Linked DNA regions of Macaca mulatta: region 1 is linked to region 2. Evidence: chromatin contacts called from public Hi-C data. All regions are on one chromosome and are shown on one strand. Each heading gives the region's core, a stretch centred on a gene start, on an enhancer-like site or on the middle of the called end of the contact. The rest is flanking DNA. Distances are from core to core; before and after follow the strand shown. Region 1 holds the start of CIB1 (calcium and integrin binding 1). Region 2 holds the start of IDH2 (isocitrate dehydrogenase (NADP(+)) 2).

Region 1 (6,267 bases), core at 3,522-6,021, 140 kb after region 2:
GTAGTTGTTGCTGCCATCATCCTACCACCTCAGGGACCAGAGGGCTAGGTTGGCACTGCGGCCCTCACCAGGTCCTGGGCTCGGACCCAACTCCTGGACCTTTCCAGCCTGTATCAGGCTGTGGCCACACGAGAGGACAGCGTGAGCTCAGGAGAGGCTTAGTGACAATGTATGCCTTTCCCTCAGAATTCAAGGAAGAGACTGTTGCCTGCCTTTCTCCATCTTAGCGTGAGAACCCGTGTGTCCCTTCCCACCACATCCACCCTCTCCATTTTTGAACTCAAACACGAGGAACTAACTGTGCCCTGGTCCTCTCCCCAGTCCCCAATTCACCCTCCATCCCTCACCTTCCTCCACTCTTAAGGGATATCAACACTGCCCAGCACAGGGGCCCTGAATTTATGTGGTTTTTATATGTTTTTTAATAAGATGCACTTTATGTCATTTTTTAATAACGTCTGAAGAATTACTGTTTAATCCTGGCTCTTCCTCTTCAAGGATAGTTGCTTTTTGAGGTTGGTCTAGTTCTCTGAGTTCTGAGGGGTTCTGAACCTTCTCTGTGCAGGGTCCAGTGAGCCAGAGTCAGCCTAGCCTGGCCAGCAACATCTCCCTGTGGGGCAGCTCTGAGGTGGGGAACTTAAGCCACTGATAGGCAGAGGCAGGGGGTTCATTGCATTTACCTCAACCCCTTTATTCTGCATCCCCAATTCAGTTTAGCAAGGGTAGGGACACAAGGGTTGGGATGGGATGGGATGGGGGTCCTTTGTTAAAGTTTTTAATTTTTCAAATCGTGCAGTAAAATAGACTTTATTGATGTACGGTTCTTTACATCTTGACACCTGCAGAGACTCATCTAACCACCACCCCAATCAGGATACAGGAAAGCACCACCCCTCCTGCTGCCCCTTCATCCTCACACCCTCCCACGGGGACAGCCAGCACGGGTGTGGCTTGACTTCCCACTGGCCCCTGCTCGATATGCTGCTTATTCCTAGGATGATCGAAGGCTCCTAGAAGAGAAGTCCAGTCCTTCCTCACACCATGTATCTCATATCACACACAGGGTCAAACTTCTAAACCTTTATTACTGATTAGTACAAACACAAACGGAGCAATGACAATGGTAGTGAGGAGAGGCCCTGACAAGGAGGGCTACCCCTGCCCGGGGTGAGGCTGCACAGTGCCAGCTCCAGGCTGGGCCAGCGTGGTCCGCGCTGGCAACACAGGCTTGATCTTGGCCACAGCTCAGCAGTAGAAAGGTTCTTGGACAGGGTGCCAGGACACACGCTGGGGCTGCTGTCACAGGACAATCTTAAAGGAGCTAAACAAGAGAAAAGGGGTGGGTTTTCTGCTGGAAGAGGAGGGTAGGGACTAAACCCAAACTTGACCCCCCTTCTCCCTTTAGACCCTTCTTTGGAACGAACTGTGTCCCGTGTGTCAGCCCACTCTGGAAGAACTCCCTGAGACATCCAGAGGGAGCTTTCTGGACCCACACACAGGGTCAGAGCTTCTAAACCGTTATTACTAATTAGTACAAACACAGAGCAATGACAATGGCAGTGGCAAGGGGAGAGGCCTTGACAAGGAGGGCTGCCCCTGCCCAGGGAGAGACTGCCAGCTTAGCCGGCCCTGTGTGTATGGACTGGGGCTTTCTCTCACCCTGGCACCACCTCCTGTAGCAATGTCCTAGGCCCAGAGGCAGCAAATCGGGACCTGCAGGTACCCAGAATGCAGGGGCACCACTGTCATACCTGGCAAAGTCTGGAGAACGGGAGATGACGTGCTGGAACTCAGAGAGGTTGATGGTTCCATCCCTGTCAATGTCAGACTCCTCCAGGATCTGGGAAAGGGAGAGTTTCAGGCCAGAGCCCCAACCCCTCCCTCCCACTCCCAGGCCCAGCTGGGGCAGGGTCTGTTCAGCTGCTCACATTGTCGATGAGCTGCTTCATCTCAGATGCACTAAGCCGTGTGTCCTCGCCCTCTCCCGTGAGGCAGTTCACCAGCCGGCTCAGGTCTTCTCTGTTCAAGGTTCCATCATCATCAAAGTCTAGAGAACAGACACAGGAAGCCAAAAGACACGGTTGGGAGGGGCTCTGAGGTTCCACAAGCACGCCATTTCCCAAGCAGGGCCACCACAAAGCCCATGTGGGAAGGGGTGGTGTCCTGCCGGGCTGCTCCTGGTTCTCACCGAAGATGCGGAAGGCATAATGGGACTTGATGTCCGGCGTGGCTGTGTCACTGAACACACTGAGGAGGTCCAGGAAGTCCTCAAAGCTAAGGCTGTCTCTGGTTGGGGAGGTGGAGAAGACCCTGCAGATTCGCTCCTTGAAGGGGTTGGCCTAGGAGAACAAATGCCACAGGATGTGGCCCAGGTCACACACTCATTAAACCCTACCAGAAACTTGAGAGAGCAGGTCACAGGACTGGCACCAGGGAGCTCAGGCTCGTGGGGGTGAACGATCAGTGCTTTGGGGCCAACATGAAGGGCAGTGGGGGCACAGGAAAGCAAACTGACCCAGTTAGGGAAAGGACTGATATGGCTTCCTGGGAGTCAAGTGTTTAACCCAAAGGCAGGTCACATACAACATAAGTGTGGGCAGAGAGGGAAGAAGTCATCCTAAACAAAGGGAACGAGATGGGCTGGTTATTTTAAAACACAAATATTTAATTGAACAACTATTGTGTTACAGGCACTGGGCCAGGCCTTTTGCACAGATATTTCGCAGCAGCCCCACGGAGTGGCAATCAGCCTCTAGAACAGTGTTCCTCAAACTTTAATAAGGTAACTCAACTCCTCTTAAGGGATAAAACTTCTCTGAACTTCCAAGATTATGTTCTAGAATCCCCATTTGAAAAGCACCATTCTAGATAATTCTGCCAGGTGATTTTGGTCAAGTCCTTGTCCCCAGAAAATTAGAACTAAGCAGAAAAATGACCAGAATGGGGCCCAGTGACCCCATGATCTCAAAGCTAGTGGCAGATGGAGTTAGGGGGTCTAGCAGGGAGGGAGTGGTGGGAGAGGTGTCAACCAGGGGAAGCGCTTGCACCTTGAGCTCTGGAAGGCTGAGAATCTGCTCGAAGGGCACTTGTGCCAGAAGTGACTGCTCCACGCTCCGCTGCTCCTGGGGAAGCAGCTCACAAAACCGCCTGTGGGCTCTGGTAGAGAGAGGGGAACTGTCGGTGTTCTCAGCGATTGGTTTCCCTGTGTGTTCATTCCCACTCCTTGCCTGCTGCTCATTATCAACCAGGTGAGGAGCTAAAACCACATGCACAGAACTTCCGAGTCATCAGGCAACAGTAAGCAAAAGGACATGTCACAAGGCAGTACAGCCTAGGAGTCTTTTCTTGCAATAAGTATTTACTGAGCATCTACTATGTGCTGGGCACTGATTCTAGAGATCCCTGAGGGATGAAGAGTTGGGGAAAAGGCCAGAAGTTGGCCCTAAAGAACTGGCCATGCATGGTGGCTCACACCTGTAACCCCAGCACTTTGGGAGTCCAAGGCGGTGGGAGCATTTGAGGTCAGGAGTCTGAGACCAGTCTGAGCAACATGGTGAAACCCCTTTTCTACTAAAAATACAAAAATTAGCTGGGCATGGTGGCAGTTGCCTGTAATCCCAGCTACTCAGGAGGCTGAGGCAGGAGAATCACTTGAACAAAGAGGCAGAGGCTGCAGTGAGCCGAGATCGTGCCCCAGCACTCCAGCCTGGGTGACAGAGCGAGACTCTGTCTCAAAAAAGAGAGAGAGAGAAAAAAAAAAAACAAAAACAGGGAGAAAAGAGCACAACCAAAAATCTCATTCTCACCATCACTCCAGGGATCTCTTGCCCTCAAAGCCTCCTTTTTAGCAGCCACCCTGAACTGTCCTCCTCCTCGGCCTCCGCCTCCTTCCCATTGCCGCAGGAAGCCCAGGCACCTCCTCACTCAAAGTGCCCTGGCCTGCATAAAATCTGGCAAAAGGGCTTCCAGCCCAAGTTCAAATCCATTTACTCAAGAGTGTTGTCTTAAGCAGTTACCAAACCTTTCTGAACCTGTTTCATTGTCCAATACCTCTCTCCTAAAGATTAAATTAGGTAATGCAGGCAACAATGTAGCACAGTCCCTGGCACATGGTGAGTGCTCAGAAAGCGATAACGGTTACTGTATTATTCAGGTAAAGTTGGGAGAAAGAGCCAGGCTCCCCAAGGCTTCTGTGGTTTAGCCACCGGGCAAGGTCGGCCCCTGCCGGACTGGGGCAGGAAGTTCGGCAGTGCTGAAGCTAGTGGAGCTCAGGGTCAGAGAGCCTAACTTTTCCTGGAGGCTGTGAGGTGGCTCCGCGGTGCCACGCTGGGGCCTCAGGCGAGGGCGGGGAGGGCGTGCCGGGAGAAGGGCGCAGCCCGGGCTGGGTCTCCTGGCCTCCAGCTCCCGGTCCTCTGCAGACCTCAGGCCAGCCCCCGCCCCTCCCTTGGGACGGCGCCCCCGAAGCTGTCTCTAGAGGATCCCGGGGTCGGAGGCAGCACTTACAAGAGGATCTCCTGCTTCGTCAGGAACGTCAAGTCCTGGAAGGCAAAGCGAGAGCTGGCATTAGCGGACCGCTGGGAGGCCGCGGCCGCCCCGCAGCCCGCTCCGGACCCGGCTCCGGGGAACAGGCCGGCACACGAGCTCCCTAGGGCCAGGCGTCCCGCGCACCTGGTACTCGGCCAGCAGCTCCTTGGACAGGCGACTGCCCGAGCCCCCCATCTCCCCGCCGCGCGCACAGCTCCGCCAACTCGCCTAGAGACGCAGACAACTTTCTCACTTCCGCCCTTGGGCCGCGTCACTGCCCGGTCCCCGCGGCAACCGCTCCTGGGGCCACCACCCCCGGGCCCGCCCCGTCCTAAAAGCGCCCAGGCGTTCCCAGCCGGGTTTGGCAGGCGAGCCGCCGGCTGCGACCGGTCCCTGGCGAGCGGGAGGCGGGGCCCTGGGAGGGGCCCGACGCTCCGGGGCGGAGCCCAGGACTCACGGCCCCGCCTCCGGGGTGGGCGGGGGCGGGCCACGCCGCGCGCGTGCGTGCTGGCTGCGTATGCGTCACGGGAGTCGTGACCTCGCTGTGGCCCCGGCAGCGGCTGCAGGGTAAGTCGCGAGGTCCATCCGCTTCGGCTGCAGTAGGTGGTGGCGGCGGCTGCCCTGGGTGCGGTCCCGTAGGAGCGTCTGAGAAGTCACTGGAGCTAGCGTTTCCGGGAAACCTGGAGACTCGCTGAGTGGCCGAGGTCGTCGCCTGCCCCTCTGCCCAGCAAGGGCTTTTCTAGATGTTATCATCAGGCAATCGCTGCACCTGTCGCAGCCCCCAAGCCACCTCTTCCAGAAGTAACCATAACCTTGCTTCATTCTTAGGCTATTTACTGAGGACCCACTGGATGTGAAGCACTGTGCATAGTTTTCTTCGATTGTTGCAACATCCCTTGCAAGGTAGGTTCCCATTTTACAAAGATGGAAATACGTAAGTCCAAAGGGTTTTAGTGATTTTTCCGGGCTCAGGCATTTAGAAGGTGATCGGTCCAGTCCAAGGCACCTTTAAAGGCGCTCCACTGGTCTTGTCTTCATTCCAGCTGACCTGCTGTCCTTTTGACCCCATCTCACCCCTAGGCTGCTGACCCGTTTGCTCTTGTCCCCTCTTAACCTCTAGAACAATGTTTGGCACATAGTAGGCTTTCAGTAAATATTATCGAATGCATAATAAATGAATGAACGTATACTACTGCAAAAGGTAAGGATTCCAAACTGCTGGGAGGAGGAAGTGGAGGTTGTTGGTCAGGCTGGGATTAATTCTTGATCCTTCCAATCCATTATACTTGCTGATCTTTGTAAAGTCGAAATCTGAGCATGTTAATCTCAGTTTATAATCATTAAATGGTTAAAAACCCAAATCCTGGCCCTCTGTAACTGGACTTGCTCCTATTGGCTCTCTGTGTTTCAGCCACGTTGGGCCCTCAGTCCCTCTTCCATCTTATCCTCAGGGAAGCCTTTCCTGACTCCCTAGACTGCCTAGGATTCTACTTTACACTTGAAGAATACCCATTGCTTCTCCTTGGCAGCATGTGTTTAATAAGACCCACTGTATTAATATGTACATTCCATCACTGTAGAAATATTCAAGGCCAGGCGTGGTGGCTCATGCCTGTAATCTCAGCACTTTGGGAGGCTGAAGCAGGCGGATCACTTGAGGCCAGGAGTTCAAGACCAGCATGGCCAACATGGCAATACCCCGTCTCTACTAAAAATACAAAAATTAACCAGGCGTGGTAGAAC
Region 2 (6,858 bases), core at 406-2,905:
TTCATAACCAACCCACATGGGGACTTCTAGAAGGACCCGCAACTGACTACTTTTTCTGCATCCAAATTCAGGACCCTTAAAAGGGGCTTTGTGTTCCAGTTTTGTGTTTTTTGTGTTGTTTTGTTTCTTTTTTTACCATCAAGGCAGAAAAGAAGGGAGAATTAAAGATTGTAGCTCACTTCCACCGTATTTTTGCTGAAGGTGGTGTGCTCTATGGGAATCTTAGGGGCCTGGGGCACTTGGAAACTGGGAGTTGCTGGGCTGATCCCTGAGACAGATTCCCAGAGGTACAAAAGCAGACATGCCCCTTTCTCCTTGGGAGGGGAGGCAGGACTGGGGCCCAAGCCTCCCTACCCCCCAGCTCTAGTCAGCTGCTCCCACAATCCGGTTAACCATTACCTCCTCTGGTGAGGCCAGGGCCGGCAGGCCCCACCCCCTCTTCCGCACTCTCCTGGCTCACTGCAAGGGGCTCCTGGCCAGATTAGGATAGGAGTTTCCATGACAACAGGCATCAGACAGGGCCAAGGGACCTACATTGTTCCCTGCCTTTTGTAGCTGTGTTGGGTAGCCAGGGTGAGGGGGCAGGCCGATGCCCACACGCCAGGCAAGGCAGCCTGCGTTGGTAACGGAGGCTCGGGTTAAGTCTTGCTTATTACGACCCGACTACTGTCTTCTCTCCTAAGCAGGAAGCTAAAGGTACCCAGAAGCCGTGGGAACAATTCCGCAAAGTGACATTTTGCGCGGGCTGCCAGATCTCTGCGGCGAGTGAGCCAGGCAGGGAGGGCATGTGCCTGCCAAGGCAGGTCAAGTCAAGGAGAGGCCCCAGGATGGAGCCTCAAGTGCAGCGATGAAGGCGAAGGGCTGCGGGTGGGGGCGGCCAAACAAAAGGGGAAAATTAAAAAGGACGCTCCTCCAGCTGTGTGTAAAAGGCTCCAAAAATAGCTGACGTGGGCCTGGTATCAGCGTGCGCCTGGCTGAAAAGGAAGGGGAAGTGCATGCCTCCCGCCTCCCAGCCTTTGTCTGAGCAGGGGCCGCGCCACGACCCTCCCTCTCGCCAGGGGAGCGCGCGGGGTGCTCCAGCCCCCAGCGGGTGCTAGTCTCGTTCCAGGGGCGCAGGGCGGGCAGGCCACCCTTCGGGTCCCGGACACTCTCAGGACCCCCTCCCGAAATACCTAGGGGCGCGCGGCAGCCCCGAGCCCCCGCCCGCGCAGAACTGGCCGTCGCCCGGGCCACCAGTTGCCACCGTCCCTCAAGTCCCCACCCCACCGCCTGGCCCGGCCGGGAAGCTCCGGGCGGGGGAGCACGGAGCGAAGCTGCCCCCCGGCCCTTTGTGCGCCCGGCCCCGCCGTCCCCTGGCTGCGGGCTGGCTGGACGCGCTCCCCCGCCCCAGCCTGGGAAGCTGCCACGTCGCAGCTGGGGGCGCGCGCCTGCCTGGACCCTCCGCGCGGCACTCACAGTGGCGCCGCGTCTGCTCTTGCGAGGTGGGGGCTGTCAGGGCCGCCGGCGCCCAGGCCGGCCGCGAGCCTGAGGCTCTGCAGAGCGAGCGCACGACCCGCAGGTAGCCGGCCATCCCAAGCAGGAGAGTGAAAGAGCAGGGCGGGAGGGGTCAGAGCGCGCGCCGCTCCTCCCAGCTGCCTTGCCGCGGGCTAACGCTGGGCCTGGCGGGCGCGGGCCGAGCGGACACCACCGGGGCGGGGCTGCCGGGCCCGCCGCCCCATTGGGCCTTGCCGGGGAGGAGGCGGGGCCAGGGCCTCCGACGCCTCCAGTGTCCCGCGAAGCCGGGACCCAGAGGCCGGGCCTGGCCGGTGCTTCTGTGGGCGCTGCTGAAAGCCCAGCTCTGCAGGAGCTACAGGCGTGAGACCTACCGGGACCCGCTAGCGGAATCGGGGCTGGGTGATTAGCAGAGCCGCTTGCGAGGCTGACCCTCTCCAGGATGCCCCATGTAAACCTGTATGTCAGTTACTGGCGCTTTAGCTTAAACCCAAAGGTCAATCTGAGCGAACCCTTGCTTCCCTCGCCTGCAGGGCGGAACCCCAAGGCGCATTAGCCCAGCGCAGCTGCTGCATTCTTGAGCCAAGACCACCGGCGCCTGCGCCTCCTCGAGTCCGCTGTCGCGTCCAGCTGGTGTAGAGAGTTGAAATCCCACTTTGGGCCGGGCGCGGTGGCTCACGGCTGTAATCCTAGAACTTTTGGGAGGTCGAGGCAGGCGGATCACTTGAGGTCGGGAGTTGGAGACCAGCCTGGCTAACATAATGAAAACCCCGTCTCTACTAAAAATACAAAAATTAGCCGGGCATGGTGGTGCGCCTGCAATCCCAGCTACTCTGGAGGCTGAGGCAGGAGAATCACTTGAACCTGGGAGGCAGAGGTTGCAGTTAGCTGAGATCATGCCACTGCACTCCAGCCTGGACAACAGAGCGAGACTCAGTCTCAAAAAAACAAAACAAAAACAAAAACAAAAAAACCGAAGAAAGAAATATGATTGGACCAGAAGGCCAATAACCTGAGTGGGGAAACCCAGCAAGGCCTGTCCATGTAGATTCTTCTTGGCCTCTCTCTGCAGCAGTCCTTCCTTCTGAGGATGGGGCAGGACTCTCTCTGGGATGGAGGGGTCTTAGGACCTGCAAGCAAACAAGGTAGGTCAGATAATTTATTTATGGCCAGTTTTTACCCAGAAACGTGTGGGAGAAGGTTAGAGTAATATTTTTGGGTTCGATGTCTGGCTTTGGGGGAGAAGGGCTCTGGTTTCTATGACCTGCATTGAGGAAGAAGGATTCTAGTTTCTATGGCTGGCCTCCGAGGAGAGTGAGGGGCCGAAGACAGGAGGGAGGGAGAGGGTCAGAGAGAGCTGCTCCTGAGGCCTGCGTTTTGGGGTATTGTTTTCTGAGACCCTGGAGTAATCAAGCAGCCACAGTAGAAAACAGTTCCATTTTTTCCTGTTTGCATAGAAAAGATTTTTTTTTAATTAAAAATAGAGATGGGAGGGTCTCACTATGTTGCCCAGGCTGGTCTCCAGCTGTTAAGCTCAAATGATCCTCCCGCCTAGGCCTCCCAAAGCACTGGGATTACTGGTGTGAGCCATTGCATCTGGCCACAAAAGACGGTTATAATTAGTTCTGCCACAAAGTTTCTCTCTTCATCTGTTTTCTTAAACTAAGACACTAGCTGAGGGCTGGGTTTTCTTTGGAAAAACCTGACCTCTTTCCCTTCTCTGCTTTCCCAGTCACACTAATTCACTCCAAATAGGAGCAACCTATGTGCTGTGTTCTCAGCCCTCCCCTCCACTGCCTCACAGTCAACAGTGCCAGGTGGAGCTGGGCCAGGAAGGTGACCTTCGACTAGTGACTTCAAAGCTCCCCTCACCGAGTCCTAGCCGGTAGAGCTACTGCTCTGGCCCTAGGATCCAGAAGGCTGAGCCCAAGGGAGGGCTGCTTTTGGGCCCCCCAGAGTCTGAGACCTCTGTCAAAGGCCTGGTCTTGGGCCAGCTTGTGCCAGAAAAGACCCCTTATCCCTTTGACTCTGTTCAGAATTCTGTTGCTCCAAACACAAGTAGAGATCATGGAAACCTCTGGCATTCGACCTTCCTGCCAACCTGGTATTATCAGGTGCCTGGATCTCAATGTCCACACCTGTAAACTGGAAGACTGGACCCCTGAAGATCCTTCTGGTTCAAACAATGAGACTTATGTATGTCAACCACCCACACCACCACCTCTGAAATGGTGGTAATGAAATTGCTGCCCCCCTCCCCCTACCAAGGACTCGCCCCTTCCTCTGCATGGTGGACTGGTATCTCAGAGGCCTGGCCAGAGGCAGCACTGTGGGTGTGTTCCAGAGTCTGGCCTTTGCCTGCTGAGGGATCAGAGAGGGAGCAGTTGTGTTCCTTGTAAGCACAGCAGCAGCTGGAGGCAATTGAAGCAAAATCTTTAAACTGCCTCTAACTGCCTGCCTCCCAAGCCCCAGCTCCATGCCAGCCTTTCCCATACAATCCCTGTTTGATGAGGCAGCTGATGCCAGCTCCATTGGCTCGTAGAGGTTTCCACACTTGCTCAATGGTGCACTGCTGGGAAGTAGTAAAACTCCAGTTCAAATCAACTCCAATCCTGTTGTTGTTGTTGTTGTTGTTGTTGTTGTTGTTCTTTCCAAGACAGGGTCTTACTCTGTTGCCCGGGCAGGAGTGCAATGGCATGATCACGGCTCCCTGCAGCCTCAACCTCCCAGGTTCAAGTGATCCTCCTACCTTAGCCTCCTGAGTAGCTTGGACTACAAGAACATGCCACCATGCCTGGCTAATTTTTTTTCTATTACTTTTTTAAGGAGAAAGAGGGAGAAACCACAGCCCCTATTTATTGTGCTGGTCTGGAATTCCTGGTGATGGTAACTATTGGCTCTGAAAGCTGCTGCAGAGAAAGATGGTGTTTAAAGGAAAGGGGCTCAGATCCTCCCGTTTGGGGTCAGTGGAATTGAAAATTTCCACCCCTCCACATTTTCAATCAAACCCTAATTTGTCGTTGAATTTAGGTCACGTGCAAGTTCCCTGTGGAGGCACAAACATTTGTATTACTCCGTCCCTACCCTCTGGGAGCCAGACACACATGTATACAATCACCATAAACGCAGGCACAAGAGGAAAGTGTCTGCTGGGTGTGGTGGTTCACACCTGTAATCCCAGCACTTTGGGAGGCCAAGGCAGGAGGATCCCTTGAGCTCAGGAGTTTGAGACCAGCTTGGGCAGCAGAGTGAGACCTTAATCTCTATTAAAAAAAAAAAGAGAGAGAGAGAGAGAGAGAGAAAGAAGGTGTCCCAAGAGGAGTGTAGATGATCTGGCAAGGAGAAAAGCACCTTGGGTGCAGGAGACCCTGGAGAGCCTGGGGAAGGAGCATCCATCTCGCTGCCTCTTCAAAGAGCTCTAAGGTCTCGGGGGAGGCTGGACAGGACAGCTAGGAGTGGTCAGGGACTCACATTTCTTTTTCTTTTTTCTTTGGAGACAGAGTCTTGCTCTGTTGCCCAGGCTGGCGTGCAGTGGCGGGATCTCGGCTCATTGCAAACCCTGCCTCCCAGGTTCAAGCAATTCTCCTGTCTCAGCCTCTCAAGTAGCTAGGATTACAGGTATGCGCCACCACGCCCAGCTAATTTTTGTATTTTGAGTAGAGACAGGGGTTTCACCATGTTGGCCAGGCTGGTCTTGAACTCCTGACTTCAGGTGATCAGCCCGCTTCAACCTCCCAAAGTGCTGGGATTACAAGCATGAGCCACCGTGCCCAGCCTCCTTTTTTTTTTTTTTTTTTTTTTTGAGATAGGCTGGAGTGCAGCAGTGTGATCTCAGCTTATTGCAACCTCCGCCTCCCAGGTTCAAGTGATTCTCTTGCTTCAGTCTCCCAAGTAGCTGGAATTACAGGCACAAGCCACTGCACCAGCCTTTTTCTTTTTTTTCTTTCTTTTTTTTTTTTTTTTTTTGAGACAGGTCTCACTCTGTTGCCCAGGCTGGAGTGCAATGGTGCAGTGGTGCAATCTCAGCTCACTGCAGCCTCGACCTCCCGGGCTCAAGTGATTCTCCCACCTCAATTTCGTGAGTAGCTGGGACTACAGGTGCATACCTGGCTAATTTTTGTATTGTATGTAGAGATAGGGTTTCAGCATGTTTCCCAGGCTGTTCTGGAACTCCTAGGCTCAAGTGATCCTCCCACCTTGGCCTCCCAAAGTGCTGGCCTTACAGGAATGAATCCCGCAGGTGCTCACATTTCATCCAGCCAACACTCCAGGGCATTCATTTTGGGGTGTGCAATAGGCAGACGGTAACATCTGGCAACAGTGGTGAGAGGGTATTGGGATCGAGCCTGGGGAAGGGAGACAAGAGTTCCTGAGCCAGGGACAGGCCTGACACAGGGTGCTGGCAGAATCCCAAAGAGGGGCAGGACTCCAGAGGTGGCGTAGAAGAGATAGAATCAGCAGGAATTGTAGCTGGTTGGACATGGGGCATGGCGGGGGGAGGAGTCAGAGTGACTCAGACTTCCATCCCTGGGACTGGAAGAATGGCACAGCCATTATTAGAAATCGGAGAATAGGAGGAGGAGAGGGTTGTGGGAGAGGCGTTGACAGCAGAGCTATTTATGGTCATCTCCAAACTTATTTCCCTGCCAGCTGTCTGTGTCCCCTCCCCCACCCAATCTGCCCTACCTGCTGCTTCCAGCACTGTCCTCCTAAAGCCCAATCCTGAGCAGCTACTCCACAGCTCAGATACCCACAGGAGCTTCCCACGCCATACACAATCAACTCTGAACAGCTTCTAACAGTCCATGGCCTCCACCTCCCTCTCCTCTCTTCTCTTCTGCTATTTCCCCCTCCCAAGGATCCCTAAATGTAGCATTCTCCTGAATTGTCACTGCCTCTGTGCCCTTGCGTTGTCCTCTCCCTCCACCAAACAGGTTCTCTACTGCCCACAGCCAGACCCAACCCACACTTGGTGGCTGCTATGGACTGAAGTGGTTTTTTCTCTCTTTTTTTTTTTTTTTAGATGGAGTCTGTGTCACGCAGTCTGGAGTGCAGTGACATGATCTCAGCTCACTGTGACCTCCACCTCCCAGGTTCAAGCAATTCTCCTGCCTCAGCCTCCTGAGTATCTGAGATTACAGGTGTGCACCACCATGCCCAGGTAGTTTTGTTTTTTTTTTTTTTTTTTTGAGATGGAGTCTTGCTCTGTCACCAGGTTGGAGTGCAGTGGCATGATCTCAACTCACTGCAACCTCCACCTCCCATCTTCAAGCGATTCTCCTGCCTCAGCCTCCTGAGTAGCTGGGACTACAGGCACCTGCCACCACACCCAGCTAATTTTTGTATTTTTAGTAGAGATGGGGTTTC

Evidence for each region. Hi-C and Micro-C count contacts between places; a contact is called where the count stands out from the background.
Region 1: a contact with region 2 is called in a Hi-C map of cortical neurons, with 5 times the contacts expected there. The contact joins the promoter of CIB1 here to the promoter of IDH2 in region 2. A contact is called at or near these places in 2 of 14 Hi-C or Micro-C datasets (cortical neurons and fetal cortex germinal zone).

Annotation. Positions count from the first base shown.
Region 1 is chr7:80,058,254-80,064,520 of T2T-MMU8v2.0, forward strand. It overlaps CIB1 (calcium and integrin binding 1), which reads right to left and starts at 4,772. Exons shown (of 7, transcript XM_077940337.1): 1 at 4,669-4,772; 2 at 4,504-4,538; 3 at 3,048-3,276; 4 at 2,189-2,339; 5 at 1,929-2,047; 6 at 1,752-1,840; 7 at 1,066-1,321. The coding sequence starts at 4,719. The coding sequence ends at 1,300. It overlaps GDPGP1 (GDP-D-glucose phosphorylase 1), which reads left to right and starts at 5,046. Exons shown (of 4, transcript NM_001194046.1): 1 at 5,046-5,091; 2 at 5,353-5,427. It overlaps LOC144330110 (a long non-coding RNA gene), which reads right to left. Exons shown (of 2, transcript XR_013395985.1): 2 at 5,074-6,267. SEMA4B (semaphorin 4B) reads left to right here. Exons shown (of 14, transcript XM_077940315.1): 14 at 1-452. It also overlaps the pseudogene LOC100425200.
Region 2 is chr7:79,926,128-79,932,985 of T2T-MMU8v2.0, forward strand. IDH2 (isocitrate dehydrogenase (NADP(+)) 2) reads right to left here and starts at 1,656. Exons shown (of 11, transcript NM_001257762.1): 1 at 1,456-1,656. The coding sequence starts at 1,570. LOC114679490 (a long non-coding RNA gene) reads left to right here and starts at 1,816. Exons shown (of 3, transcript XR_003731445.2): 1 at 1,816-1,950; 2 at 2,564-2,636.